3 separate regions of the Mus musculus genome follow, and all the other regions are linked to region 2. The links are chromatin contacts, called in public promoter capture Hi-C maps. All regions are on one chromosome and are shown on one strand. The core of a region is the stretch at or near the end of the contact, and the rest is flanking DNA. Distances in the headings are between cores, read along the strand shown. Region 1 holds the start of Slc2a4 (solute carrier family 2 (facilitated glucose transporter), member 4). Region 2 holds the start of Hes7 (hes family bHLH transcription factor 7). Region 3 holds the start of Mpdu1 (mannose-P-dolichol utilization defect 1).

Evidence for each region. Promoter capture Hi-C pulls out the DNA fragments that hold promoters and counts their contacts.
Region 1: a promoter capture Hi-C map of neutrophils shows a contact between it and region 2, with 3 times the contacts expected there. The contact joins the promoter of Slc2a4 here to the promoter of Hes7 in region 2. A contact is called at or near these places in 2 of 39 promoter capture datasets (neutrophils and stem cell-derived epiblast-like cells) and 2 of 115 datasets of contacts at active chromatin or transcription factors (kidney and pancreatic cancer cells).
Region 3: a promoter capture Hi-C map of embryonic stem cells shows a contact between it and region 2, with 4 times the contacts expected there. The contact joins the promoter of Mpdu1 here to the promoter of Hes7 in region 2. A contact is called at or near these places in 11 of 39 promoter capture datasets (the 3T3-L1 cell line, the C10 cell line, the HPC-7 cell line and 7 more), 5 of 484 Hi-C or Micro-C datasets (CD4 T cells, LSK cells, cortical neurons and 1 more), 9 of 115 datasets of contacts at active chromatin or transcription factors (the 230-238 cell line, the NIH/3T3 cell line, astrocytes and 6 more) and 3 of 9 other capture datasets (adipose tissue, liver and macrophages).

The regions. Positions count from the first base shown.
Region 1 is chr11:69,945,453-69,950,292 of GRCm38.p6, forward strand. It overlaps Slc2a4 (solute carrier family 2 (facilitated glucose transporter), member 4), which reads right to left and starts at 2,738. Exons shown (of 11, transcript NM_009204.2): 1 at 2,497-2,738; 2 at 1,116-1,232; 3 at 834-1,006; 4 at 617-741; 5 at 386-501; 6 at 111-273; 7 at 1-4. The coding sequence starts at 2,529.
Region 2 is chr11:69,119,186-69,123,835 of GRCm38.p6, forward strand. It overlaps Hes7 (hes family bHLH transcription factor 7), which reads left to right and starts at 1,268. Exons shown (of 4, transcript NM_033041.4): 1 at 1,268-1,330; 2 at 2,325-2,420; 3 at 2,958-3,045; 4 at 3,358-4,074. The coding sequence starts at 1,289. The coding sequence ends at 3,809. n-TRtct4 (a tRNA gene) reads right to left here and starts at 4,383; the gene lies at 4,297-4,383. It also overlaps 9130213A22Rik.
Region 3 is chr11:69,660,498-69,665,190 of GRCm38.p6, forward strand. Mpdu1 (mannose-P-dolichol utilization defect 1) reads right to left here and starts at 2,152. Exons shown (of 7, transcript NM_011900.4): 1 at 1,972-2,152. The coding sequence starts at 2,074. Mir1934 (microRNA 1934) reads left to right here and starts at 2,546; the gene lies at 2,546-2,628. It overlaps Cd68 (CD68 antigen), which reads right to left. Exons shown (of 6, transcript NM_001291058.1): 4 at 4,538-4,616; 5 at 4,254-4,424; 6 at 3,716-4,007. The coding sequence ends at 3,874.

The DNA.
Region 1 (4,840 bases), core at 1,488-3,987, 830 kb after region 2:
AGACCTGGGGGAGGGGAATGTCAGGCTTTAGGGAACCCGAGAGGAGGCCCGGTTACTAGCAAGATGGGGTGGAGGTATGAGCCTGGGCTAGATACAAGGTGAGGGCTCACTCTTTCGGGCAGGCCCCTCCAGGTTCCGGATGATGTAGAGGTATCTGGGGCTCTCAGGACAGAAGGGCAGCAGAATCAGCTGCAGGAGAGCAGGGAGTACTGTGAGAGCCAGAAGCAGTGGCCACAGGGTAGCTGTGCCCAGCATAGACTCCAAGCCCAGCACCTGTAGGAAAAGACAGGAAAGAGGAAAAGTGACTTTGCTCTTCCTTCCAGCCCAAATGCAGGCGTCCTCTCCAACTCCTACTCCAGCTCCCCACAAAGCCAGGTCTTTTTACCTGGGCAACCAGAATGCCAATGACGATGGCCAGTTGGTTGAGTGTTCCCAAGGCACCCCGAAGATGAGTGGGGGCGATTTCTCCCACATACATGGGCACCAGCCCTGATGTTAGCCCTGGGCAGAAGGAAGAAGAGAGAGCCGAGGATAGCTGCATATTCCATATAGAAGCTCATACACATACATTAAGGAGAGCAGAGGCACAGAGTAGAGCCATAGCACCTGTGGGTACCTGAGTAGGCGCCAATGAGGAACCGTCCAAGAATGAGTATCTCATAGGAGGCCGCGGCATTGGCTAGGCCCATGAGGGCGCCCCCCAACACGGCCAAGACATTGTTGGCCAGCATAGCCCTTTTCCTGGCAGGCACACAGAGAGGAGGGCTGGTCACGACACCCATGCTGTGGCCCTCCGTCCTACTCCTCCCCTCCTCTGCCCTCCAGCTCCATACCTTCCCAACCATTGAGAAATGATGCCAATGAGAAAGGAAGAGATCATGCCACCCACAGAGAAGATGGCCACGGAGAGAGCCCAGAGCGTAGTGAGGGTGCCTTGTGGGATGGAATCCGGTCCCCCAGGACCTTGCCTACCCAGCCACGTTGCATTGTAGCTCTGTTCAATCACCTGGTTGCGAGGGAGGGGGGGGAATATGGGAGTAACTCTAGAGACCTTTCTCTTTCCACTGCCTGATATACCCCGCCCACCACACCCCAACAGCTGGTAGGTCACTCACCTTCTGTGGGGCATTGATAACCCCAATGTTATAGCCAAACTGAAGGGAGCCAAGCACAGCTGAGAATACAGCTAGGACCAGTGTTCCAGTCACTCGCTGCCGAGGGGGTTCCCCATCCTGGACAGACAGAAACAAAGGAAGGTATGTCATGTAGAGTCATGTTTGACTTCCTTCAGGGGCCCAGGCCTAGCTGCAGCATGAAGATTCTGGGCTCCATCCAACATACTGGATGAGAGAAAGTGGGCCATATTAGGAATTGTACAAAGATCTCACTGTAAACAGAACGCCACAGGAACCTGGGCATGTAGGAAAAAACCGATCTCTGTGTCCACACCACAGGCAAAAGTTTGAGGATCTGGACCTCAAAATTCCCCTGTGACCTTGAGACAGACTCAAGACTTGTGTGACCTTGGGTAAGTCACTTCCCCACTCTAAACTGAACCTGGATTTCCTCTTCTGTCAGGTGATATTGCCTCCCTCGGCTACCTGTCAGTCTGTGAAAACACTTGAAAAATCAAAATCAACTATAACAGTATCCCAGACAGTGCCTGTTTTATAAACTAATATAAATAATGTTTTAACATCACCTCTAGCCCTTGTCTCTTCCTTCTGGAAGTTCTCTCAGCTTGCTCCAGTAGGCCGTAAACAGGCCCAAGAATGGCTAGTCCAGAAAGGGCGTCTGGGTCATTGCTTTGGGGTAGCCTTTTAGGTCTAGGCCTAGCCAACCCTCAGCTCCTAAACTGGGACCAAGTACTCGGGGATGTGAGGGGGGATTTTAGCAGGGAGAGAGAGCCATGCCCAGGGGAAGAGGAGGGATGGTAGTGAGTGGTGTGAGGGGCGGTGGCAGTGGTGGCTACTGCTGGCGGCACAGTCTGTCTCCAAGAGGAAACCTGAGCTGGGGGGGGGGGCTGACACTCCCCTCTGCCCCTCCACCCACCGCAAGGCCGAGAGAAAGTTCAGCCTCCTGGAAGACAGCCAGCAGTGGGGGTGGGGCCCCCGAAGTGCTCGGGTCCTAGAAACACCGTAAATCTGAACAGCTCCGGGAAGGGAAGGCGAGACTCTGGATCTACCATTCCAAATAGAGTCGTGGGCAGAGTGTCACCCCATGCAGTGCACAGTAGGCTAGGAGACAAGTTCTGGATTCCCGAGAATCCAGTCTCTCAGCCTGGGCGCGTAAAGAGTCTCTCGGACCCACTCTGTCTCTTGGCGGGATTGGAATTTGACAGTCACGGGTTGTCTAGGCTGAATATAAATAGCCAGCCCCCCATCTCCAACCCCTGCGCCTGCGCAAGAACCGCCTCCTAGCTGACCCCAACCCCAAACTCAGCCCAAGAAAAACTGGACCAGATTTCCCAATTCGCCCCGGTATGCTGAACCTTACGTCAGAGCCGATCTGCTGGAAACCCGACGGCATCTTGTTTTAAAAGAAGAAAAGACTCAGGCGCTGCAATAAGAAAAAAATGAATAGGGTATAGGGTCCGGGCCTGGCCGGCACGAGACCCCGGCGTTCGGAAGCCGTGTGCAAAGGGCGGGTCTGGTGGGACTCACTGCCACAACCCACGGAACCGGAGAGCACCAAGGCTCTCCGGGATCTAGTGAGACCCGCTTGAGGGGGAAAGATGCGGAGAGCTGAAGCCACCTCCCCACTCCCGCCCCGCCATAGGACACGCCCTTCACAACACCCATTGGCCAGGAGCCCGCACACCCCAAAAGGCCACGCCCCCACCCCTAGCCCTAGTGCTGGCTGGGGAGACACGCCCCTAAGGTTCCCGCCTGCTTCTGAGTTTTCAAAGTAGGGTCCTTGGAACAAAAGGCTCTTCCCGCCATCCAAAATCTTGGACTGCGAAATTTCTGAAAGAATTGAGTGCAGCTGGTCCCCCTGAAAGGTCGAAGAGGAGGGTATGGGCTACATGTACTTGCCAGGGTACGGGGTAACTCCAGCAGGATGACATAGAGCCCGCGTGTGTGTGTGTGTGTGTGTGTGTGTATGTGTGTATGCCCCGAAGTAACCCGGAGTGGCTATTTTTAGTTCCCACGTTAGGCTCCGCCAAATGTCAGGTCCCGGGTGTCCCAGCCTGTCCCAGGCGGGGGAGGGCAAAGGAGATGGAGCCTTAAAGGGTCCGCGACACGCTTCCCACGAGGAGATGATCCAAGGGACCAATAACTTCCGTTCCTAGTGTATCTGGAGACCATGCCTGATCGTCCTTTCTTTCCACGCATCTCTGGGCGGCGCGCTGCCTACTGGCCCATCCCCTCCACATAGTCTCTACACTGGTTCTTGGAGGGGACCCAAGGGACAGGTGCTCACGCCAGTCACACCACCCTCCCTGAAGTCCCTGAGCCTCCAGGCATGTGCTGGCCGCGTGGGCGACAAGCTTTCCAGAGTCAGCTACTGTTTTGGGTCTACAGCTGAGAGGGCACGACCTAAGCACGTCCAGGGAGAGAGCTGGCGAAGAATGTGGAGAGAGAGCTCAATTCAGAAAAAGGCCCAAGAGAAGTGCAAGGCTTCTGGCGCCACCTAGAGGGAGAGCGAGGAACCTTAGTGGATTGCACCAGGGTAGCTAACTTCTGGGGTGGCTCTCTTCTATTAACCCTTCCCCTGAGAGCTCAATAACCTACAACCCAGCCCTCTATGGAACGCCAGACCTGAGTCTAGCTGCCGCCAGAATGGTACCGTTTATATGACGAACACGTACAAGTATGGACCTCCTTCAAGTTCCTTTTCCCAAGGAGCTAACCAGTCACTTTCATGGTGTCTTCTCAATGTTGGTGTTTTGACTTCTCTTGCACATTGGTTTTCTTCATCCGTACCACTACCACTTTATTCTGGACTATCCTGTCATGACTGCTTTTCTTGCTTCTCCTCTTCCCTGAAGAGGAGGGTGGAGGGGCAAGAAAGATGGCTCAGCAGATAAAAGCATTGACTGCTCTTCCAGAATCAGGTTTGATTCCCAGCACACATGTGGAAGCTACAACCATCTGTAACTTCAGTTCCAGGGGCTCCAACACCCTTTTCTGGCTTCCACTGGCCCCAGGTACACATGTGGTACACAGACATATATGCAGGCAAAATGCCCATTCACATAAAAAATAATAATTAGGGGCTGGTGAGATGGCTCAGTGGGTAAGAGCATCTGACTGCTCTTCCAAAGGTCCAGAGTTCAAATCCCAGCAACCACATGGTGGTTCACAACCATCCGTAACGAGATCTGACTCCCTCTTCTGGAGTGTCTGAAGACAGCTACAGTGTACTTACATATAATAAATAAATAAATCTTTAAAAAAATAATTAAAAATAAAAAGAGAGAAGAATGTCCAGGGGTGGTGGGGCACATCTCTAACCCCAAGGCCAGCCTGGTTTACAGAGTGAGTTCCAGAACAGCCAAGGTTTCAAAACAAAACAAAACACCTAAGCCGAACACAACAAAAACAGGAGGGTAGATTACAATTTTCAAAGCACATCCCTTTTGTTTTGTTTTTGAGACAGTCTTGCAGTACCTGAAACTGACGTGGAACTCACTATATATTACACACTGGCCTCGAAGTTGCTGTTCTACCCAGAGTGTTGGGACTGTAGATCTGAGGTTAATTCCTGCCTAGAGTCACTGTCTTTTTCTTGTCCTGTGATCAAGTTTGGATTCTCCTACCCAGATCTTCCCCTTAACTGTCTCCTTTCTTGCCTCTACCCATCCTCTTCTTCCTCTTCATCCTCTTCTTCCTTCCTC
Region 2 (4,650 bases), core at 18-2,517:
AGGGGAAGGTGGGATGTACTGAGGGCCCTAACCCCAAATGGGTGCCTCCTTTCTCAAGTACCGGGCCCCTCCTGCTCTGCCTTTGGCAAGGCAGCCTCTTGCCAGAAAACCCTCTCAGGATGTGGAGGGCCTCTGGGAAGGGGTTCCACTTTGTCTCTGACTCCACAGCTATCTTCTGGCTCGGTTTGTAGCCCTGTCTTTATTATGTCCTTTCCCCAGGCCTTCTTGTCGTGTTAAATTTCGATTTTACCTTCTCAGGCACTTCGCCCTGAAGTCTCCAGGTGTTGACATATCCATCCTTCTGAGAGGTCATGCTCTTTGTTTGAGGTGGGTGAAGATCCCATTTTGCAACCAAACCTTTCTTGTCCCTTTAGCAAATCTCACGTCTCCCTGCTCCCCTACAGTCCCTAGAGGCCTCCAGAGCGCCCACCAACTGGTGCACTCTATGTTTTCCTGCCAGCTGTACTCCTGAATTTAGTTTTAAACCAAGTTCTTGTAAACGGAAAGGTATCGCTTCTCGGCCTCTTGGCTAACTAAGATCAAGGGTAGTGAATGGAAAGATTTCTTCACTCACGTATACTTCAAGGATTTTTTTCCCCCTAGAAGTTTCCTTTGTCCTCCCTTAGTCCAGCCATCCTTAGGAAAATCTGTTCCCGGGGACTCAAGTCACAGTATCTATAGAGTCAGTTTGGCGGCAGATTCTCCTTATTACTACGTCTGCAGGGATAAGTACTGGAGTTATTGTGGGAATTGAGTAGAAGAGACAGATACAACGGCGCCGTCTTTTCCCACAGCCAGCCAGTAGAATCCGGTAGATCTGCTCTGCACCTTTAGGGGTTGGGAGAAGATTATAATATTCAGCCTGGAGGCAGAAGCATGCCAACATTTATTTCAGGGTTGGTGGGGCTATAGTGAACCTCCAAGAAATCTACTAGTCTAGGAGACCCCCAAATTTCATGCCTAAGTGATTTCTTCCCAGTTCACTTAGACTCTCTTCCCCTAATAATCTCCTCCCTCCAGTTGGGTCCCGCCTTATTATACAGCTTTATGGTCCTTAAACCAGCCTGTGGCCCCTTCCTCCCCTCACTTCCCACATTTGGGGCTAGTTCCTCCCCTTCCCCTCCCCCTTCACTCCCTGCCTTTCCGGGAGCCTCGTGCCGGGGTCCTTGAGCTGGGCATCTAGGGGCTGAAGGGGGCGGGGCCGGGCCCTAGCCCTCCTACCCTGCAGCGGCGGGATATAAGGATCTAGGCAGCACGCGCTGAGTCCACCGAAGGGTCCGGAGGAGCAATGGTCACCCGGGAGCGAGCTGAGAATAGGGACGGCCCCAAGGTGAGAGGTGGGAAGGGAGGGAAATAGGGTCCCTGTTCAGGCCAGAGGACTTAAAGGTTCTAACTCTGTGGGCTAGGAATGAGGATGGAGACACAAGAGTGAAAAGACCGAAAGAACCTGTAAAGTATAAAGAGGGCAGGGTCAGAGCCCAACTTGCGCGGGCTGCGGAAGCGGAGGTCTAGGGGTTTGCATTATTGTGGGCTAAGGCTTGTGGCTAGGAAAGTGCCAGAATTTGGGCATCGTGGCCTATTCTAGGGCTCGGGAAGCTGGGGCAGGTGGATTATCGCAAGTTCGAGGCCACAGAGTGCACCCCTACCGAAAAAACAAACAAACAAACAAACAAAAACCAAACCAAAATAAAACAAACAAACAAAACCCCACGAAGCTATACTATAACATGAGATAAGCTAGAGGCCATAGCTGGTGGAGGAGGGTGGAAACAAAAATAGAGGAAAGGCTATGGACGCTGTCTGTAAGCGCCTGGGAACCCACATCTGACTCAAAGAGAAGACCTTTGAGTCGTTGGTTCCGGAGGTGCGAGGCCAGGTGAGAGATATTAGGAGAACGAGTGAAGGGTTTGAGTGAGAAGAGGAGGTGTGGTCGCACTGTGTGTCTGCCTTTCACCTTAGGTCTCTATCGCGCGGCTCACTAGCCTGGGGGCAAAGAGTGGCCCTAAAGTTCTTCAGTGATACACTGAGAGGGAGACGACACAAGATAGAGATATAAAGAGAAAAGAAGAGTGCCATAGAGGGGAGAAGAGAGGAGAAAGCTGAACACAGAAAGGGCAGGGAGAAGTGGGCGAGCCACGGAAAGCGACCCAAGGGACTGGGAAGTAGCAGGGAGTGAGAGGGAAACGAATGGACCAGACCCAAGCAGCCTGGGATTAGGGGAAAGGGGCGCATGGGGGGTTTTCCCAGCGGCAGGATCGGACGCTTGCGCGGCGGCGCTGAGTCTCGGTCCGGTCGGCCCGCTCTTCCTTTCCCGCTGGTCACAGATGCTGAAGCCGTTGGTGGAGAAGCGGCGCCGGGACCGCATCAACCGCAGCCTAGAAGAGCTGAGGCTGCTGCTCCTGGAGAGGACCAGGGACCAGGTCAGTTCCACCGCTGGCCCCAGGCCCCTAAGCATTCTGTACCTGTGTCCCAGAGCTTTCTACTGGGGTGGGGACATAAGCTGGAGTGGTGACTCTGGACCCAAGCCTGCTCCTTGAAATCCCATCCCAGACCCCCTCTCGCTCTCAGAACTTGCTCTTCTCCACCTTGCTGGTCTGTAAGTTTCCAGTCTGGCTCGGTAAACTGAGCTTCCAGCCTGCGTCAGTTTCCCACTTGGGGTTTTCTAAAATTCCTTATCTACCTCCCACGCCTGATCAATGGGCTTCAGTTCTGCGGTGGTTTTCACCATCCGGGTTGCTGTTTCGTACACCTCTCATATTGGGAACTGGTTCCACTCCCTCAGGTTGGACAGGCTCATCTCGGGGTGGGACGGGAACTTTTCTTGGCCATCTCCACATTCGGTCGCGAGTCATGGGGGCACCCGCAGCTCCCGTATCCGCCCCTCCCTTCTTCCCCTAGCCACTTTCCCCCTCTCTCCCCACCCCTTTCTGTCTCTGCGCCCCTCCCCCCGTCTGTAGAACCTCCGGAACCCGAAGCTGGAGAAAGCGGAGATACTGGAGTTCGCCGTGGGCTACTTGAGGGAGCGAAGCCGGGTGGAGCCCCCGGGTACAGCGCGGGGGGTGGGGCAGCGGAGGGAGGCTGGGAGGGTGGGAGCCCGGAAGGCTCCGGCCGGGGGAGGGGCGGGCTCTGAGGTGGCCTGGGACTTGGGGGAGCGGCCAGCTGTGCACCATGGCGAGGTTAATAACACCCGCGCGTGTCTGTCTCTGTGTCTCCCTCATTGCCCTCCTCTGCACGTCCATCCGGCCTCCTGTCTCTGTCTGTGCGCCCGTCTGACCTCGGTATCTCTGCGCCCCGCCCCTTCCCTCAACCCCGTTGGGCCCCTGCCCTGCCCGCCTGTCCTCCCGCCGGCCGCACCAGGGGTTCCCCGGTCCCCAGGCCAGGACGCCGAGGCGCTCGCCAGCTGCTACTTGTCCGGCTTCCGCGAGTGCCTGCTTCGCTTGGCGGCCTTTGCGCACGACGCCAGCCCGGCCGCACGCTCCCAGCTTTTCTCCGCGCTGCACGGCTACCGGCGCCCCAAACCGCCCCGGCCCGAGGCCGTAGATCCAGGGCTCCCAGCGCCGCGCCCACCGCTGGACCCCGCTTCACCAATCCTTGGCCCCGCGCTGCACCAGCGCCCCCCAGTGCACCAGGGCCCTCCTAGTCCCCGCCTCGCTTGGTCCCCATCCCACTGCTCCTCTCGCGCCGGGGATTCGGGCGCGCCGGCGCCCCTCACCGGACTGCTGCCGCCACCGCCACCGCCTTACAGACAAGACGGGGCGCCCAAGGCCCCGTCACTCCCACCGCCCGCGTTTTGGAGACCTTGGCCCTGAGCTTTTGGGGGCTGGGGCGGGGATTGGGGGTGGTGTAGAGACTCCAGTCAGAGGGCAGGAGAGGGATCCGGGCGAGGAGGGCAGCGGGGCGCGCGGGCTCAGCGCGCGGGTGAGATGTGGTCTATATTAGAGTATCTATATAAATATATATTTTCCCATCCCTTTTCCCTGTCCCACTTCCCTGTGTGTAGCATTGTACTCTCTCTACCCTAGTCCAGTCCCAGTCCCTTCCCGAGTCCCTAGTGCATGGAATAAAATCGTTATTAAATCCCGGTGTGTCCCCTAGCCAGGGGCCTGCCTTTATATTGGCGCCACGCCTACTTGCCCATACCCTTCTCCCACCTTTAGGCCTGCTCTCCACGGCCCAAGCCCTGGGGGAGACAGGTAAGTAAAGAGCGGAGCGACAGACTGAGGTTGGAGCTGAACTTTATTTGTGGGTCTTTAAATTTTTTAAAAGCCAAGAAAAGATTAAAATGAGTAATAAAACCGACTCTGGTGGGATTCGAACCCACAACCTTTGAATCGCTTTCTCGTCACTAGAAGTCCAATGCGCTATCCATTGCGCCACAGAGCCACATGGCGGGCGGCGCCTCCTTCCGGCTTACGGACACCAGTATAGGAAAAAAAGGGGTAGCGTGGGAGGGAGAGAGAGAGAGACAGAGAGAGAGACAGAGAGACAGAGAGACAGAGAGACAGAGAGAGAGAGAGAGAGAGAGAGAGAGAGAGAGAGAGAGAGAGAGTGTGAGTGAGAGAGAGAGAGAGAGTGTGTGTGTGAGAGAGAGAGAGTGTGTGTGTGTCCGTGTGCAAGGAGATGGGGCGGAGCGTCATAGGAGCTAGAGGT
Region 3 (4,693 bases), core at 902-3,401, 540 kb after region 2:
GTTAAGAGCACATCTCTGCTCTTGCAGAGAAGATCTGAATTCAATTTTTAGCATCCTTCTCCAGTGACTCACAAATGCCCGTAGCTCCAGCTCCAGTGGCATCTTCAGGCCCTTGCAGTCATGTATAGTATACATATACACACACATATACAAGTGAAAAGACACACATAAAAAAAAAAAATCTACATTTCAAAACAACCCTGGCTGGCGAGATGGCTTAGTGGGTAAGAGAGCTGACTGCTCTTCTGAAGGTCCTGAGTTCAAATCCCAGCAACCACATGGTGGCTCACAACCACCCATAATGAGATCTGACGCCCTCTTTTGGTGTGTCTGAAGTCAGCTACGGTGTACTTATGTATAATAATAAATAAATATTAAAAAATAAATAAAAAATAAAACAACCCTATTTTGTGTGTGAGCACATAGGTGCATGTGTTCAGGTCAGAGACTTTGAGGAGCCAGTTCTCCCTTTTTGCCTTTCTGTGGGTTCCGGGAATTGTACCCAGGTTGCCAGCCTTGCAAGCCACCCCTCCAGTCCCACAGGCGTTCCCTGACTCTTTTCTCTCCCCCCCCACCCCATTCCCACATTCATACATTCCTGAACCTTCAGGTTGTCCCCACTCTTCCAGGACATTTATCCTTGTTCTTCCACTATCTCTATCATTTACTTCTTTTTTTTAAAGATTTATTTATTTATTTACTTTATGTGTGTGAGTACATTGTAGCTATCTATCTTCAGACACACCAGAAGAGGGCATTGGATCCCATTACAGATGGTTGTAGGCCACCATGTGGTTGCTGGGAATTAAACTCAGAACCTCTGGGAGAGCAGTCAGTGCTCTTAACCACTGAGCCATCTCTCCAGCCCCTATCATTTACTTCTTATCTTGGTTTTTCCAGACAAGGCTGCTCTGTGTAGCCAGCCCTGGTTGTATTGGAACTCATCCAGTTGCCTAGGCTGTCCTTGAACTCCCGCCTCTGGGTCCCTCCCAAGGGCTGGGATTAAAGGTGTGGGCCACAGTTCCTGGCAATTTCTCTAATTTTTTTTAAAAAACATTTTTCTTTCAAACCCTGTGTCCAGGGCTGATTTTCAATAGATTGCAGCGAGTGAGCTGAGCTGCTGCCTACAAAACCCTGATCCTGGCAATCTCTCTACCACTGAATCTTTGACCTGGTGGGCATTTGGCCCAGGAAGGCGTCTTGACTATTGTAAGCCAAAAGTCACTTAGAATAGAGAGATGGAGAAGGCTTATCAAAGGCCTTTGTAAAGAAAAAGGAAAGGAAAAGTGCTATACTCCCAACACTCTAGTGACTGAGGCAGGAGGACTGTTGCCAGTTCAAGGGCAGTCTGTGCCACATAGTAAATTCCAGAAGCTGGTGCTGGAGAGAGGGGATAAAAAAAAAAATTTGTGAGCCTCTGTCAGTTGAGTGCTTGGGGCGAAAGGAGGCCTACATGCCTGGCTGGGGTTTTAATTTTGTTTTATAAAATACGAGTTTTCCGCCGAGGATTGGTGGCACACACCTTTAATCCCAGCATTTGGGAGACAGAGTCAGGTGGATTTCTGAGTTCGAGGCCAGCCTGGTCTACAGAGCGAGTTCCAGGTCAGCCAGAGCTATACCCTGTCGGGGGGGGGGGGGGGGGTACGACAAAAAAGCTCCGAGTTTTCCAGCCTGGGGCTAGAGCCTGGTTAGCAGAGTAGCACATGCCGCCCTGAGTTCGACTCCCAGCCCAGAAAGGGATGAGGGTTGGGTACAGACTTCCGAGATTGTAAAACACAAATTTAACTTTTTTTCGGGAGACACCCCTTCATGCCCAAATATGGCACTTTTCCTATGCAGGGCCCCAAACACTTCCGCCCTCGTCAGAACCGCCTTCTGCCCAGCTTCGCGGTGACATTAATCGCCACTGTCACGCCAACTTACGGTTCAAGGCTGCTCCAGCTAGACCTTGAAGGCTGAAATAAAACTCACCATGAAGCAAGTCCCATTGCACGAAGAGCTGGTCGTAACATTTCTCAGGTAAAAGAATTGGCACCAGCAGCCCTTTGAACGGCCCGTCGGCCTCCCCCGCCATGTTGGAAAGCTAAGCTTCCGCCAGGCGGGACAACCCCCGCCATTTATCCGCGCCGCGCATGCGCGCCGCGCACACCCCGCCCTGCTGTCCCCGAGGCCAGGGCTGCTCTTCCCTCTCCGTGATGCTCGCCCGCCTCCTCTAGGGGACACAGGTCTCCTTCCCAGGCAGGCTTTTGTGCGCGCCTTGACGTTCGAATTTTAAAGCGTGTCCGCGTTTGGCGCCTGCGCTGTTAGGACTTCCTCACTTTTGTTTACGCTCTTGTTCTGAAAGCAAGGTCCATGCTGCCCCCTCGCCCTGTCCCCCCTGCATGTACGCCATCTTGTCTAATCTCGGCCAACTTGATAGTGTTTGAAGTTGAAAGGGAAAAGAGTTCGAGTCTTCAAAATGGCGCTAGCAGAAGCACTGCAGCTCTCTTTATCTTTCCTCTTGGTTTCTCCAGAGGGAATAGAGCCGCAAAAGAGCCATTCCGAGCTGGGCCTTCTTTCTGGTCCCCTGCTTCGTCCTCTGTCCAGATGTTAAGAGGATGACGGTGGGGCTGGTGAGATGGCTCAGCGGTTAAGAGCGCCGATTGCTCTTCCAAAGGTACTGAGTTCAAATCCCAGCAACCACATGGTGGCTCACAGCCATCCGTAAGGGGCGAGCTCCGCTGCAGGAGAGCAACCCCTGACACAACAGGGGACCTCAGTCTGCTGTGTCTAGGTGGGAACCCAGAGGGTGCGAGCAAAATTCCAGTATTTGTCTGGGAAAGGGCCCCTAGGGTTAGGCGAAGAGAGCCATCTACATTCCACCACACTGCCAGGACACCTACTCTTGGTTCAGGCTGTAGGGCATTCCTAAACTGTTTCTCAGTTCCTTGTTTTTGGGGGTGAGGGGAATGTAGTTGCTGGTCAGGGCATAATGTCACATGTACCTCTGCTGTGTGGGGGCTCTGGTCCAAGAATTTCTGTAACCTCATGGGACTGTTAAATTGGAAAGGCACCCATCCTTGGCTCCCATCCGTTGAACCATGTCCTACTATAAACAGTAGAATTTATACTTTGGTACAGTGGGTGGCTGTCTGAAAAATCCCTTTTTATATCTGGACAAGGGCAGATTGCAATTGCCACCGCTCCCTCTCCTTCTGGTACTCGGGGATGTGTTTGCGAGGCCTGAAGTTGTTCCTCGTAGCACAGCCTCATAGAAGTCGGCTGCACCAGTGGGCTCCTCAGTGAACTAGCCCCGGCCACAGTGCACATGGAATCTCATTGTTCAGTCACCACTTTTGAAATAAATTAATACAGCCACCTACTCATATTTTAGTTGTGTTGTACCTAGCTGCGCCCCGAGGGTCAGCAACAGGGTGTCAGGTCGGAATGATTCATTCTGTAAGGGACTAGGCAGCCATTGGCCCCAGAGGGAGGAGGGAATTTTGGCAGCTTCACCAGCAGTCACAGGACATTGAGGGATGAACCAATGAAGGCATTTGGTCACTCTCTGGTACTTTTGTCCCTTCTTGCCAGCTGTCTCTTGGTGACTCAGCCACGGGAAGGCACAGGAAGGCATATGACAAGAAACTCGTGGCTTTTAGCCCCGGCAGGACAAGGCAAGCCAAGAGAAAAGATTTCATTAAGTGTTTGTACTCTTAATGAGGAAAGAAAGGAGTAGTAGGTACCATTCATGTTTATTGATTCCCCACCCCTATTATAAAATCTCTTCATTGTGTTCCTAAAGACAGAGAAGGAAGGTAACTGTTGAGTCAGTGGCATGGTGAAGAGATGAGGCGCTCCTTGGTGGCTTACACAGTGGACTGGGGCAGATGCTCAGAGGGGCTGGTAGGTTGATTGTCGTCTGCGGGTGATGCAGAAGGCGATGAGCACCAGGGTGAGGAGGCCGAGGAGGACCAGGCCAATGATGAGAGGCAGCAAGAGGGACTGGTCACGGTTGCAAGAGAAACCTGGCAGAATAATGGGATCCCTGAGAATTGCTGCAGTGGTGGACGGGCTAAAGGTGGGAGGTGGGGGAGGACGGAAGAGGAAAGGGGATGAAGAAAGGCTGAGGAGCCAACCCATAGGTGAGAGCAGTCAGCAAAGGGGAAATAAGGCAGTCTTGTAGAGGAGGCGGAGGTCTAGAAAAAGAGTTCTGGGGAAGGTTTCCAGAGCAATGGGAGAGCTCTAGGAAAGAAGAAGTAGGTAGGGCTTACATGGCCCGAAGTGTCCCTTGTCAGGCAGCTGAGCAGCCTGTAGCCTTAGAGAGAGCAGGTCAAGGTGAACAGCTGGAGAAAGAACTATGCTTGCATTTCCACAGCAGAAGCTTTGGCCCAAGGGAGCTTGGAGCTCTCGAAGAGATGAATTCTGCGCCATGAATGTCCACTCTGCAGTAATTAGTAATTAAGAGTCAAATCCAGTCCTGACTCCTGAGTCCTCCCCACCAGCCCAGCACGCCCAGCCTAGACTTTTAGTGTGGTAAGGAGAAGAGATTACTCACGTGCTGCCTGTGGGAAGGACACATTGTATTCCACCGCCATGTAGTCCAGGTAGACTGTACTCGGGCTCTGATGTAGGTCCTTAAGGTGAACAGAAAGACTCAAGGCATCAGGGACAGAGGCATCCATGTCCACAGAGCAAGAACAGAGGCTCCGGG